Linked DNA regions of Mus musculus: regions 2, 3, 4 and 5 are each linked to region 1. The links are chromatin contacts, called in public HiChIP or PLAC-seq maps. All regions are on one chromosome and are shown on one strand. The core of a region is the stretch at or near the end of the contact, and the rest is flanking DNA. Distances in the headings are between cores, read along the strand shown.

Region 1 (2,902 bases), core at 197-2,696:
AATGAAATTCTTTTGTTTGTGTATAATTATAAGCATGTCATTCCTTGATGTACGATTTTATTAATCTGCCTTCCATAGCACAGAGGCAGAAACAGATGTTTAAGAAGATTAAAAAATGGGAAAAAAACATGACTGATAAACATTAACTCTTAAAAGAGGCCATTTGTTTGTTTGGTTGGTTTTGCTTCTTTCCTTTGAGGATGAAAACCAAAAGACAAGTGATCTGAAATGAACACCTTTCTGCTTTCTCCTCTCCTCTCCCTTACCATCCCACATTCCTCCCTCCCTCCCCATCCCTCCCTCCCCACCCCTCCCTCTTCACATTGTGTATTGCTATTTTCCTCAGCTACCATTACATTAAAAGTCAGACTTAGTAATCGCCATTTTTAAGTGATGAAATGTGTACAAATGAATGCCAAGTGATGGAGACAATTGAAACAGATATGTTTCCAAGCTCAGTTTCCTGTCTGGCTCTGTCTTTCTTAAGCAACTGTGCATTCGGTGCCATTAGAGGAGGAGAGAGAGAGGAGAGCACACACTGTGAGGCTGTGTCTGTGTGGCCATCCTTTCACACTTCATCAGAGCCTCATCTAGCTTTGGGGCACAGGCCACATTTGTTTCTATGGAGCTGGAAGAAACTTGAGTGAGGATGTGATGAATTAAATCCCATATTAAATTGGGTGTCCCCCCTCCTTTTAATTAAGTTCATTTCAATCTAATTTCATACTTTTACTTGAGTAAACCATCTGACTCCAGCTGTTGGATGCACTTTCTGTATTTCTGTTCTCACATAATCATACCTGGAAAAGATTTATAGCTGCAAGAGATGTTCTGGAGCCTTTCTGAGCACTTTAGGCATATGTTTCATGGATGGTTGGTAACATGAGCAATTAACATCCTGAAATGCTGTTCCTGTCTCTGGAATATTTTTAATGGAATACGTTATTTTTATTAGCTTGAACTTTAAACAAATAATCATCTTAAAGGAGACATTATCATCAAAATAACTCAGATGAGACAGAAGGCCAATCCTCAAAGGAGATGGGTGGAGGGAGAGGGAAAGACTGCTAATCAAAAATATAAGCAAAAGGTGAGGACTGGCTCTCAGTAAAATTAAGAAAGGCAAGCATAGTTCATGTGCCGTCTGTTGACTCGAAATCATAATAATGTATGTGTAGTCCATGAGTTGATGCTGAGTCACAGGTAATGTGTGTGTGCAGTGATAAGAGTTAATTAATACTAAGTCATAGGTAGTGAGAGTGCTGTGTTTGGGCTTGACTTTCAGTCATGGTAGTGTTTTTGCAGTGTTTAAGGTTGACATGAGTCATGTGTATATAGTGTTATATAGCGCTTGGAACTAATGCTCGGTCATGGTCAATGTGTATTCAGGGCCTCAGTGAGATATGGCCAATGTGTATGTAGTGTTAGGGGTTTAACCTTGGTCAAGAGTAACCCCTCATTACAAGGGGTTTACTATTGGGCAATGTATTTGGAACGCTGGAGACTGACCCTGAGCCATGGGCAATGTGGAGTCAATACTTGGGGTTCATTCTAAGTTAAGGATAGTGTGTAAACAGGCTTTGGGGTTGATCTGAGTCATAGGAAATGTACACGTGGGGCCTAGGGTTAACTCTGAATCATAAGCAATATATGTGTAGTGTTTGTGACTGACTCTCAGTCAATGCAGTGTGTTTGCAGTGTTTAGGATTGGCTCTGAGTCCAGGGCAGTGGGTATACAGGGCCTGGGGTTGAATATGAGTCAGGGCAGTGTGCAGTCTTTGGAGTTGATAGAGTAAAGGGTGCTATGTGTGTGCACTGTTTGGGATAGACCTTGAGTCAAGAACAATGTGTGTGCAGGACCTAGTGCAGAGGCCAGGTCAAGGGAAGTATATGTACAGTCCTGCTTCATACCTCATAGGATACTGGTGTGCCCCTCTCCTACTTAGGGGACATTTCAAAGCAGTGCTCAGTGATGGAACATTGCAAGGACAGAGAACCTCAGCACAGCCTTTTTAAGTTCTCACGGGTGTGTATATTATAACCATTTTATGGCTTTAAAACTTAGAACTCAGACTTTCTTCATTGATAAATGCCTTCTGTCAGGCATTCTTAACCAAGAAAAGGATGGCTAGTAAATAGCTTTTCTTGTTAGAACTCTGTGAACGCTTACAATGGTTCTCTACCTGCCTCTTTGCTTCCTTAGTCAAAGCATAGCTAATAACATATTTGACAACCCACATGGGACCTTGTCTAATGAAATCCCAAGTCCTCATCAGAGAAACATATACTGCAATTAGACCTTTCAGTGACATCCTAAAGAAAAACAGCAACTACAAATTCACAGAATAAAAGAATCAATTTTTTTCCTCAAGTGAAAAATTGTGCTTCATGTCTTAGATATCTTATAGTCTATCTTGATGTGTAGGAAATATTCACCATTGCAGTAACAAATTAAAGTATGGATTTTTCTTCAGACTTAGGGGGCCCAGTAAGCAAACTTTAATTTTATTCTTTCATAGTCTTGTGTGTGTGTGTGTGTGTGTGTATGTGCGGTTGCACTGGGGATAAATGGCATCTAAAAACTACTAGAGTTTGCTGTTTCCGTTTCCAAGTGTTCTTGCTGTGAGCACTAAATAAAGTTAAAATAACTTAAAAACAAGACTAGACTTTGAAACTATGGAAACACTATCTGTCCTTAATTTATAAACAGATAACACATTTCTCTATTTCCAGTACACCAAACTCAGATTTTGTTTTGGTTGTTTTACATCACTAGGAACCAAGGTCCCTGAATGCAAGAGTTATGACAATCATTTTGTTCCATTTTTGTGGGATACTGCTGTCAAAAAGTATCCATTTGATCAGAACCCGCCAAGCTCTTTACACGGAGGAAACCACCATA
Region 2 (2,902 bases), core at 165-2,664, 940 kb after region 1:
GTGAATCACCAATGTGGGTGTTGCTAACCAAACTGGGTCTGATACAGGAACACTGAGTGCTCTTAACAGCTGAACCATCTCTCCAGGCCCAACAATAATCTTGTTTTAAAGGATTAAGCACCAATATTAAGATTTCTGAGAAGAAATAATGCACAGGAGCCCTCCTTACTAAACAATGCGATCACCATCTGTCTTAGTGTTCTACTGCTGTGAAGAGACACCATGACCAAGGCAACTCTATAAAGACAGCATTTAACTGGGGGCTTTCTTACCGTTTCAGAGGGTTAGTCCATTATCATGGTGTGGAGCAGGCGGGCATGGTGCTGAAGCAGTAGAAGGGAGAGGGAGAGTGGGGAGGGAGAAGGGGAGGGGGAGAAGAGAAAAGGGAGGGGGGAAGGGAAGAGGGGGGGGCAGGCGCACCTGTGAGGGCTTTTGAAACTCACGGTTAGACTCCAAGAATACAAAGGCTGGATCAATTTCCCTCATGGACTTTGAATCTAACCAACAAGTAGACATTAGGCAAGAAAATACATGCATGTGCAGACTGTAATAAGAAGAAATGTAAATAAAAACATTCTGAGAGTAAAGAGCCTGGCCACCACAGGTCTAACCCTAAACCCACCTAAAGGTGGAAGGAACAAGGAGAAGATAACCTCGCACTGGCAATGACCTGCAAGACACACAGACACATCGTGGGACTGCACAATAACAGATGCTTTAAAAGAGCTTCAAGAAGTGTAGTGTATTGCACACCCATCAGGGGAACCAATCGCCCCAATATGTATAGTCGGTATTTCTATAAAAGTGCCTTGGGCCTTCTATTTATCTTGAAAATCGAAGTGCACCACAACTTGAGTTCCACGTGTTTATGGTATAGTCCAGATAAAACCGGAGACTCCAGAAAGATCTTTAATTATCCTCTCTGGAAAAAAAAAGTTTGACTCCCAACTACCGGCGAGGGGGTGGGGGTGGGGGTGGGGGTGGGGGTGGGGGTGGGGGTTGGCTCCTTGTTGCTTTGGCTGAGGTCAAGGAATTTTAAAATGCCCTGCAGGTCCGGTGGTGGAAGGCAAAAGATCTGTTCAGGTCAGGGCGAGGAAAAGCACGTAGGAGGGCCGCTAGGCGGAGCGCGGGGCGGGGCAGCGGCCTCAGGGCCTGCAGGGCCTCCAGCGCCATGCCTCTCCTAAGCGTGCTGCTGCGCGCCCGCCTGCAGGCCGCTCTGCTCCGCGGGCGTGCGCTCGGGTCGGCGCGGAGCCGGAGCTGCCGAGGAAGCCGAGGAGCTCCGGCCGGGAGCGCGCGCGCTGGTGAGGGGGTGGGGGGCAGGGGCGGGAGCGCGCACGGGGTGGGGAGGATTAGGGCAGTTCGAGAGAGCGCGCTAGTGGGGGAGTTGGAGCGGGAGCGCGCTTGGAGGGAGCCCTGGTCTGAGCAGGTAACGGTGAGCCAGGGCCTGGCCTGCAGCGCGGGGACGAGTCCATTGCGGACCCCGAGGAGGGGAGCCTGGCGAGGTCGGTGCCTCCTCTAGGCCGCGCTCGAGCCCTTTGCGGAAGGCCGCGTCCCCTGTCCTGCGCGGTGGGCTCGTCCAGGCGGGAGATTTTCGGCGGGTAGGCTCTCGCACGCTCATTGCTTTCTGCTTTTTCCACGCCCGCCGCCATGCCCTGCTCGGAAGATGCCGCGGCCGTCTCTGCCTCCAAGAGGGCTCGAGCGGAGGATGGCGCTTCTCTGCGCTTCGTGCGGCTCTCGGAGCACGCCACGGCGCCCACCCGCGGGTCCGCGCGCGCTGCCGGCTACGACCTATTCAGGTGAGAGCCGTGGCCCGACGGCAGGAATGCAAACACCGAGCCCGGGTGCAGTCGTGGCTCCGCAGAGACCTGAGTTCACCTTGAGCAAATTCAGTAGGGGTTTGGGCGAGCGGAAAGTAAAGGGTTATAACATTTCCAAAGCGTTACTGTGCAGCGTGCGCTCCACCCTTTCCAAGTGGAAGGTCCGGATGTGCAAGGCTTATTCTTGACCGAAGTGTGACTGTCTGCAGTGTGCACGTTAAAGTCTAGGAAAAGGATCTATGGAAGCTGTGTACTTCTCTTATCCCGTCCAAGGACTGGGAACTTAAGGAGCTCCATCCAGGGCTAGCTTATGAGGTGGCTCAGTGTAAAGTCACCAAGCCTAATGACCTGAATGTATGCATCTAACATGCCCTGTCTTGGGAGAAATTAGATACTATGGCCATTTTCTACATAAGCGGGTGTTTGCTGTGTATTGGGAATGGCTGATGTTACAGAGTGAAAATTCCGTGTGACTGAACGTACTCTTCTACCACATGCCAGACTTCCAGCGCTGCTCATTGTAAAGTCTGAAGTTTCGTTGGATCAGGAAGGGAGCTGCAGTAATAAGAGACTACAGTAGTATTTGGTAGATGGACTTTCTAAAATCGCTTGTGATCAGAGTCCACCCCCAAGAGCTGCTCTGGGAGACCAGCTCTCTTCGGCCACTGAAGTTCACAGCCATAGCGTGGAAGGCAGGGGGAATGCAGTGCATCTCTGCCTCTCACCTGTGTTTTTTTAACATTTTCTTCGGGAGGTTCATTCTCATCAAGAGAAGCGTTACAAAAGTAAAGTATAGGTTTATATGCGTTCGCAGGCTCGAAGTGTGCCTAGCGGAGTGAGGCCCATTGAGTGTTAGATGTTTGCTCTTTGGTTGGCTTTTCATATTCTTTCTATGAATTAAGTCTGCCTTCCTGCTCCTCATGCTAATTTGCCAGCCTTCACTTTCAGAGACAAAAACCACAGAACACATAGCAGAGACAATGTTGGCATCTCCCTGTTCCCCACTCCCACATTCAGGGTTTTGTCTTCTTGCTCTGCCTAGGTGCTAGGATTAAGGGCCTGAAGCCATCTTTCTAAAGCTAAAA
Region 3 (2,902 bases), core at 140-2,639, 900 kb after region 1:
TGTCACAGGAAAAACTTGCCGGTCATGTCTAGGAGACACTCTCCCACAGCAGATTTCCTGGTTCTCTAGCTCTTACAATCATTATGCCACTTCTGCCATGCTGTCCCCTGAGCCTTAGATGCATGAGCTGTGTTGTAGATGTGCCAGTTGGGGCTAGGCAACACGCGGTCAGTTCTTCTCTGCATCTTGGTCAGGTATGGTTTCTGTCATTCTCCCCATCTACTGGAAAGAGAAGTTTCTTGGATGAGGAATGAAGACTACTCTTTTAAGGCCCTGAGTATAAGCCCTTAGAATTCAGTTAAGGATGTTGCTGCTTTAGTAAAGTGGCAGTGGTATGTTCTCCTCTAAGATCCATGACTTCACGAGTCGTGGGTAGCTGGCAGGTCTCCAGAACTAGGCATGGTCTCCCTCATGTTGAGCTGGCCTTAAGTCCAATTAGAGAGCTGTTGGTTACTGCCAAGCTATAAGTGCCACTATTGCATCTTACCATGCTGGTCATTGTTGTAGTTCATGGACATCAGAGCTGGGTAAGGCTATGAACTGCTTCCCTCCTATGGAAGCTTCCATAGAACCTTCTGGTACTATAAAAGCTAATCCTCAGGAAAAAGGCTTCCTGGTCAGATCCACCTTGTAGCCTCGGAGTCCTGTGTCCTATCTACTTTGACTTTTTTTTCTGGCTTTGCTGCCGTTATGTTTTCTATCTAAAAGCAAGAATGAAAAACATGCAGCTTGCATTTAGTTTGTGCATTTGCTTTGTGTATTATGTTAGTCTCTTCAAGCTGATATATGTGATGGAGCTGAAAACATCACCTCTACTACCTCTCACTGCTCCAGGCACCGGAATGTACTGCGAGTTTATTCCCATGAAGCCACTACTAGAATATGTAGTGTTTCTCAAAGAATCCTGAACTACAGCTCCTTTAAATTTCCCAAAGAACAAGTAGTGTTTAGATCAGCTTTGATGTTTGGATACTTTCTACTTCTTAACTAAGATGGGAAAATACAGTTAGATGTTAATAAAATAAGTACCAACTGTCTAGGTAAACAAAAATGCAATGTCACACAAATACACAGAGAACATGTGAGATAAAAACAAACAAACGTAATGACAGAAATTAGCTTGATGCCACAGCCCCATGCTTTGTTATGAAGCTTCAGTAATTTATGGCACAAGCCTCATAGTAGATTTTGGATTAGAAAAAACAAACTTGCAGTTCATTATATTATACTGTAATGTAGGGCTTAATAAGAGCCTGATAAATCTTCAGTATTGCATTACAGTATGTTAATGATTATCATCATAGCTTTCCCAACATGGGCACTGCAGTGTCATCACAGATTATAATTTAAGGGAAACATTAGCAATTCAGAGCCCATATACTACAGTTAATAAACCACTGAGTAGAAATCAGCTTTCCTGGTAATTTACCAGCTAATGGCAGTCGTTTCTATACTGTGTCACAGACTCATACGACAATAACTTTTTGTATAAATAAGATCGATGCTCATAACATTATAACTCGTTCACTGCGGCAAGTCACCCGGTACTGATGACTAATGTTTCTTCTTAATAAATTAATTTATTGCCTGACAACACACCAAAAAAAAATGTGACATTTCATATTTTTCACATCCCAGAGGTATTTAGCAAGTTTGCCAATTACAACAAAGAATCCAGATTGCACTGGTGGTAAACAAAGTGATAGAGTGTGAGTCACAATTGAGTACCCTGTGTAAGTACCACGCGATTTATGACCCGCTCAGAGCACGGTGATACTGCTGTGTCTGATCGAGTGGCTTTGCAAAATAAAGACAGATGGCCTAGCAGTAAATAATTGCTTGATTGGAAGGCAGGGCTGCAGGACTGCTCCCTGCCATCCTGCCGTCAATCCAGCCTGACTCCACCTAGGCATCAGCAACTGATCCATGTAAGCACGTGCGGCTTCAAGGTGATTGGCCAAGGAAAGAGTTCTAATTTAATAATGAATAAAGGAAAAGGGGGTTGTGAGATGGGCGAGAATACGACTGCCCTCTGGCTTTCTCTGCTCCTCCTTCTGCTGTCCTTAAGATTCAAAGCAGATGGTGAATTATAAGCCCCTAAATGACGTCTTTTTAAAAAATGGCACAGTAGAACTCATGAGGCAATTTTGGCCACTAAATCCAATTTCAAAATGCAGTCTCTCCAGTCATTTACTGTGTGGCTGGTTTATGAAGCACTTGGGAACACGGTGATGGCTATTCAGCAAAGTCTGGGTATCTGGTCTCACTAGAGTTGTTTTGGGGTGTGCAGGAAGAAAGTTATTCAAAACCTGCTCTCAACTGACAACCTCAAGGTCATTTACTTCCTCCACTACAGCCCTGGAATTCTCTCTCAAAATCTATAACAGCGAAGGGCAGGCAGATATCATGATTGAGTCACTGAAAAGGAGTAAAGAGTAGCAGTTCTCAACCTGTGGGCCTTGACCCTGTGGGAGAAAACAGAGATGTTTACATTATGATTCATAGCAGGAGCAAAATTACAGTTATGTAGTAGCAATGAAGATAATTTCATGGTTGGGGGTCAATAGAAAATGAGGAACTGGGTTAAAGGGTCCCAGCATCAGGAAGGTTGAGGCCCACTGGTAATGGGGATTAAACAATAGGGTGTGGAGGCACATTCCTGTAACCCCAGCACTAAAGACTCAGAAGTAAGAAGACCAGGAGTTGAACGAGAGCCAGCCCAGGCTACAAAGTGAGCTTGAGGCTAGCTGAGGCTACAAAAGACTCAAAGACAGGGGTGACAGAATCTAATGTTAGAATTAGACGCAGAAGACATGTCACTAGCTACATGACCTTGGACGAATCGCCTGGGCTGGCTATGCCCAAGTTTCCTTTAGAACGAAATGCAAACTAAAACCAGCTT
Region 4 (2,902 bases), core at 217-2,716, 600 kb after region 1:
CTACGTTAGCAGCCAAGGGTGCTCAGTGGAGCCATGGCCTCACAGCAGTCTTCTGGGGTGAGTTAGTACTTCTCACCTTGTGGAATTCACCTGGGATGCCAACCTGCAGGGCAAGAACTGGAACCCCAAAGGAATCACTCTAAGCTACCAGGCTTGGTCTCAGAGACACCGTTGTCTGGTACTTTTAGTGGTAGCCTGGGACGTAAGGATGAATCAGGGATAGACAGAATAGAAACACATCCCTGTGTGCACTTGGCATCCACAAGAAGTGTTCTCCAGTCCCATCTTCAGGGCCAGCTGAATGCACATGAGAAAGCCAGGTCGTGAAGAGGACAGATGATTTATTCTCTTTGGACACCATGAGACTTGTGGTAGAGCTGGTAGGAATTAGTGCTGCTTTTGATTTTTGAAACAAACAAGCAAACAAAAACAGTGTGCCAGTAATTGTCTAAATAGATTATCCTAGAAATTATACAAATAATAAGCAAAAAAATGCTATAGGACAAATAAGATCTCTATTTTCATGGATTTATTTTCTAAGGATATGAGCTCTGAGAGGTAAGTTAGATTTGAAACCATATCCAATTGAAAAACCCATGGTTTTTCCTCCATGCACCCAGCACCCTTATGAGCTCAGCACATTTGAGGATTCCTTCACCCAAACTAGCTTGAGGCAAAGCACTATGCTCCCATTGCCATGCGGAAGGTGGTAAAGAGTGAAATGGTTATTCTGAGGGCTGCCACTATACCTACAGCACATTCACATACAGACCTAACAATAAAAAAATGAGGGTTAGGCCTCAATCATTATGACTAGGATTATGATATGTTAAATAAATAACTGTGTTGTGTTTTTGTTAAAATATGCTCTGAGCTTCTAATGATTGATGTCTTTTAAATGTGCCTACTGGAGATGCCTTTAGACAGAGCAAAGTTCAGTAGGTTTGCAGTGAAGACAGAAAATCTTCATTTCCACAAGAACCTAGTCTTTCTGATCCTGCTGGTCCATGGACCACTTTGAGTAGCAAGGCCATCCAATGAAAAAAATGGGTACACAGTTTAACCCATAAGTTGGAGTAACTTTTGATCCATCCTTTCTTCCTCCCCTCCTTCCCACCCTCCCTTCTTCTTCACAAGTGAAGCTATTTTTAAGATAGTTCTAGGCCTCTGTATGGAAATTGTTTATACCTAATATGCCCATTTCCCTGGGTTCCTATCTAAAGTCTTCGCTGGTATGGGTAGGAGATTTCCAAAGCCCCACAAGGAAACACCACTCTTATCCTCAGGCACACTGAGTCAGCCAGCAGCAATCCTTGGGCTGGGCACTTTCCAACAAGCAAGTCAAAGTTTAGCAAGTTGCCAGGTGGAGAGGTGAGAAGAGCACCCTCTGCTGGGAGCCTCCCTGACCCTCCAGCAGGGTGAATTCCTTTCTGCCCCACCTTCTCAGTGAACTCCAAGGAATATTCCAGAGTAATCACCAAGGCTATCCAAAGTGCTTCTCCTTCCCACATTCACCCTGGTAAGAGCCTCTTACTTGATCATCACTTCGAGTTTGTACAGTTTGTCTCCACAGTCAGAACACTTTAAGAGGCCCTCCCTGCCTGATATCTGCTTGAATCTTTTTGTAATGTGCCCAACCCAGAGTTCTGCTCATATTATGGGCTAAATAAAGATCTCTTGATTCACGGAAAGTCTTATTTTCCTATTGCATGAGAATGTAACTCCCGCTGGGTCTGAAAAAGTAGGTGTCTGACAATTATTACAGAGCAAATAAGTGAATTCTTACCGACAGCCATGATGGATTGTATAAATTCATGCCCGAATTTTACACCGTTGGCTTGCAAGGATTATATGAGGTCAATTCAGGTAAACATGTTTGATAAAACAAAAGTCTCAAGAGATGGAAGGTATTACCCTATTGCTGTGATGATGTAGGCATACTCACGTCTACCAGGAGTGAACACAAGATCAACAAGAAGTAGCAGTCAAGCCCCCCAACTACCCCTCAAAGTCAGCTCATACAAAGGGGGCTTTGGCATTCATTCTTCCTTGAAACAGTTAATAAACTAATTCTCCCAAGGACCATAAAATAGGAAAGAGTCAATCTGGAAACTCAATGGTGGCATCACATGGCACAGCCCGCTTCCTGAACTGCAAGAAGAGCCATGTGGGTCCCATTACAATGATCAGGGCTGATTTCACAGCTAAAGGAGGCATTAAGAAAGGATGCCATTCATAACAGACAACACAATAAGTTCATATGTTTGCCTTATGTGCACAAGTCCTCCATACACGCAGCATTTTCACATTATTGAATACAGCAGGCTACTACTTTCTTGCTCCTACCTTCATCCTCAGTACCTTTATCTTCATGAGCAATGGCTTACATCAACTAGGTTAGGGAGGGAGGTCCTAACCATCCTTCCTCTTCAATCTCAGCAGCTCCTCATCCTTTGCAGGAATATTTTCTTAAGTTTTGTTTTTGTTTTTGTTTTTGTTTTTTTGGTTTTTTTGTTTTGGTTTTTTTTTTTTTTTTTTTTTTTTTTGGTTCTACCTTGCTCTGATGATCAATACTCTACCCTGGTTTTACCATCGCCACTTTAAGCTCAATACACCTTACAGGAGACACCATCTCCCTGCTAGGTCTTCTCCATTTCTAGCCTTCTCTATCTAATTTCCCCATTAATCCACTGATGTTGCCACTCAAAATCCCATTCCAGGATAGGCCTTATTCCAAAACAGACTAAGTCAGTTGGTTCCCACTTCCCTTCCAGAGGTATCACAGGGACCATCTGTGGTTATTTGGTGCTTTGGCTAGCCAGGGCTGCTAGATCAGAATACCAGCAGCCTGGCAGCTTGAACCAGAGAAATCCATTGAGTCACAGACTTGGGGGTTTCCTAG
Region 5 (2,902 bases), core at 118-2,617, 550 kb after region 1:
GCCAGTCTTTGCTCAGTGCTGGGTAATCAGAGTTGTGACTACAGTACACTAGGGTAGATGCAAGAGCCAAGTCCTGTGGGGAGAAAGCAGGCTTGGTACCCACTAGCAGGTAAGACAAATTAAAGACAGGAAAGCGGCTCCTCTCCAGATGAAATGGAGTTTCTTGGCAAGTTTCCAGAGTTCTCAGGTTGAAAGATTCTCCTTGTTGGGCAGAGCAGACTCTAAAGGGTTTATTTAGGCTTAGGATGTTTCTGACAGGAATCCTTTCTCCTTCTCTCTCTTTCTATTGGTCTAAAGAAGTCTATTGAAGGGACTCTGGTCAGTCAAGTGTGGCCAGCATGACTCTGGCAACCTTGCCCTTCCCTCCCATAACCTCTGCCTTACTAAAAATCATTAGATTACATGCCTGAAGCTAGCCCCAAGGTCCTTTCCCTTTTGGCTACTTCCTTCTCTTGAGGCTGACTACCAATGTCCAGCTATCAAAGTATGGAAGTCAAGAAATCAAAAGCCTCCTTTGGCCCATCTAGTTAACACGCCCAGTTAAAATTAAATACCTCATCCTAACATGGGGTTTCCCTTTTTACCTTTATAAGTAGCCATTTGACTATGTACCACATCTGTCACCTGTCTATCCAGAAGCAAACCTTTGTACTCTGGGACAAATACCCCTCTTCCCTCTCCCTTACGCCCTGCCCCTTTTCTCTCTTCCTCTATTTCCTATCTTTGTCCCTTAACCCTGCTCTCTGTCCCTCTGGGGCAGATAAAATCCCCTTTGTGTTAAGAACTTGGTATTGGGGTACCTGAGTCTATACTTTCCCTTTTGTCTATGTATCCTTTCTATAGCAGCATGAGTCTCGGTCTCAGTCTATTTGCATGGAAATAACTCAGTTGTTGTAGTCTAAGGTAACAGAGGCCACCTAAGCAGTCTCTGCTCTTTGTAATGTAGTAAGAGTGAGAGAGACTCTACATATAAAGGGAGGGAGCCTATATCACAGGGGTGAAATGAAAACTTACTGCATGGAAGGTATCCATAAAGAAATGGAAACTTACTGCAGTCTAGCACTCAAACTGGGTTTACTATATTCCCCCTTCTCTCATCCTAGAGACCCACAACCGTGAGTTGAGAAAAACAGGGTGAGGCAAAACCTAGAACAGGGTGAACACTCCATAGCATCCATAGTTCACAAGCAGAGAAAGGATGAGCCAAGTGAGAGTGGTCTACGCCATCCTTGTCAAATGGAAAGCACCAGGATTATATGACATCTAGCAAGACTCTAGGATCACCCTGCATGCTCCTAGAGCAGCCCAGGGTGTCAGGGTGGAGGTGCTCTCAGTTTTATCTGATAACATTACGAATAGTGAACACACACACAGTCAGAATCCTGTCTGACTCAACACCTCTCACAAGCTAAGCCCTGCCCCCATTTCCCATTCCTATGTTCCACGCCCATTCCTAGTGCCCACTCATGATCCCCACAGAACAGGAGGCCTACTGACTTCTAACCATGTCTCTGCTACTACCCAGAGGATGAAGAAACTCCTCATGGCTTCTCTACCCCATGCTTGTCTCAGCACCTTTGTTTCAGGAGCTTAGCTTAGAGCACAACACACAGCTGGGATTTGTTTAGAGTGTGAACCTGACACGAACGCTGACAAAACAGCAAAAAATACAAATAGGGCATTTTTCTGAACCACTGAAGAGTGAGGACAAAACTACATTCATTCCTCTGGGTGCCAGAGCCTTCCCCCCATGCAGCCCAGCATAGCATCCAGAAGGAAAAACAACACTGGCATGTGACTACCATCTCCTTCTCACTGACGACTCACATTGTGTCACAGCAATGTTGTGTAGCAAAATAACACAGTCTAAACAAACAAATCCCACCTAGCAGCAGGCTGTTGCCCTGCTCATAACTTGGCCATGTTAAGAAGTGAGTCCTCTCTCTGTTGTCATCTTGTAATTTGCCACAATTGTATTCTGACTGTGTTTTTTGGGCAGGAAGACCACACAAGCACACTGTGGTGCCCCGGTATTCCGCAAGGCAGTTCATGATTTTGTTCTATTGTGAAGATGCTCACATCCACCAGCTGGTTAGCCTGGTGACTACCACCTTCTCTGCCATAGTTGTCTTTATTTGCTTTACATAAGTATTTTTAGGGAGATATTTTGAAATTTGATAAATTTTCCATTAACTTATTCATTTGTGTATTGATCTCAGCGTGGTCATCTGTTTTAGTCTGTGGCTCCTAGTTTGTTATTATAACTGTTTTGATATATTGTCCAAGAATCAGTCAGTGGGAGCCCCTCAGATTAATTTGTGTCTTTTTGGCTTGTTCCCAATCATATACCTTGTTTATTGGATATATCTTTACTTTCTAATACAAGTGATTGCTTCAGAATTATCTGTGTTTTATTTTGCCTCATCTCTGGGATTTCTCACTGGTTTATTTTGAATAATAGCAACATATAGTTATCAAGGGATGAATATCCTTCTTGCTATTGGGCTATTATTGCTCCCAGACTGTCTATGTATAGGATATATTATATCAATAGATAAATGATAGATAGATGATAGATAGGTAGATAGATAGATAGATAGATAGATAGATAGTAGATAGATAGATGATAGGTAGATAGGTAGGTAGATAGATAGATAGATAGATAGATAGATAGATAGATAGTAGATAGATAGATGATAGATAGGTAGATAGGTAGGTAGGTAGGTAGGTAGATAGATAGATAGATAGATAGTAGATAGATAGATAGTAGATAGATAGATAGATAGATAGATAGTAGATAGATAGATAGATAGATAGTAGATAGATAGATAGATAGATAGATAGATAGTAGATAGATAGATAGATAGATAGATAGATAGATAGATAGATAGATACAGACAGA

What was found. HiChIP or PLAC-seq counts read pairs in DNA pulled down with a chosen protein or histone mark.
Region 2: a FOXA1 HiChIP or PLAC-seq map of pancreatic cancer cells shows a contact between it and region 1. The contact joins the promoter of Dut here to the enhancer-like site in region 1. A contact is called at or near these places in 1 of 39 promoter capture datasets (hippocampal neurons), 3 of 115 datasets of contacts at active chromatin or transcription factors (astrocytes, extraembryonic endoderm stem cells and pancreatic cancer cells) and 1 of 9 other capture datasets (embryonic stem cells).
Region 3: a FOXA1 HiChIP or PLAC-seq map of pancreatic cancer cells shows a contact between it and region 1. The contact joins two enhancer-like sites. A contact is called at or near these places in 3 of 39 promoter capture datasets (the 3T3-L1 cell line, the C10 cell line and cranial neural crest) and 1 of 115 datasets of contacts at active chromatin or transcription factors (pancreatic cancer cells).
Region 4: a contact with region 1 is called in a FOXA1 HiChIP or PLAC-seq map of pancreatic cancer cells, with 12 times the contacts expected there. The contact joins two enhancer-like sites. A contact is called at or near these places in 1 of 15 datasets of contacts at CTCF or cohesin (large pre-B cells) and 1 of 115 datasets of contacts at active chromatin or transcription factors (pancreatic cancer cells).
Region 5: a contact with region 1 is called in a FOXA1 HiChIP or PLAC-seq map of pancreatic cancer cells. The contact joins two enhancer-like sites. A contact is called at or near these places in 3 of 115 datasets of contacts at active chromatin or transcription factors (cardiomyocytes, fibro-adipogenic progenitors and pancreatic cancer cells).

Annotation. Positions count from the first base shown.
Region 1 is chr2:124,308,260-124,311,161 of GRCm38.p6, forward strand. It overlaps a transcript of Sema6d not described here. Among named protein-coding and RNA genes, the nearest start is that of 4930583P06Rik, 87 kb to the left of the region's middle. Within about 2 kb of position 1,447, at least 15 of the 459 cell types and tissues checked have an H3K27ac peak or open chromatin away from gene starts, as enhancers often do. A contact at or near this core is called in pancreatic cancer cells, where this site is marked.
Region 2 is chr2:125,246,101-125,249,002 of GRCm38.p6, forward strand. Dut (deoxyuridine triphosphatase) reads left to right here and starts at 1,415. Exons shown (of 6, transcript NM_023595.6): 1 at 1,415-1,796. The coding sequence starts at 1,648.
Region 3 is chr2:125,207,647-125,210,548 of GRCm38.p6, forward strand. All of the region lies in intron 20 of Slc12a1 (solute carrier family 12, member 1), which reads left to right. It overlaps Gm14002 (a long non-coding RNA gene), which reads right to left. Exons shown (of 4, transcript XR_866695.2): 4 at 1-2,465. Among named protein-coding and RNA genes, the nearest start is that of Gm46760, 7.6 kb to the left of the region's middle. Within about 2 kb of position 1,390, at least 22 of the 459 cell types and tissues checked have an H3K27ac peak or open chromatin away from gene starts, as enhancers often do. A contact at or near this core is called in pancreatic cancer cells, where this site is marked.
Region 4 is chr2:124,903,840-124,906,741 of GRCm38.p6, forward strand. No RefSeq gene overlaps it. Among named protein-coding and RNA genes, the nearest start is that of Gm39920, 110 kb to the left of the region's middle. Within about 2 kb of position 1,467, at least 12 of the 459 cell types and tissues checked have an H3K27ac peak or open chromatin away from gene starts, as enhancers often do. A contact at or near this core is called in pancreatic cancer cells, where this site is marked.
Region 5 is chr2:124,854,599-124,857,500 of GRCm38.p6, forward strand. No RefSeq gene overlaps it. Among named protein-coding and RNA genes, the nearest start is that of Gm39920, 62 kb to the left of the region's middle. Within about 2 kb of position 1,368, at least 25 of the 459 cell types and tissues checked have an H3K27ac peak or open chromatin away from gene starts, as enhancers often do. A contact at or near this core is called in pancreatic cancer cells, where this site is marked.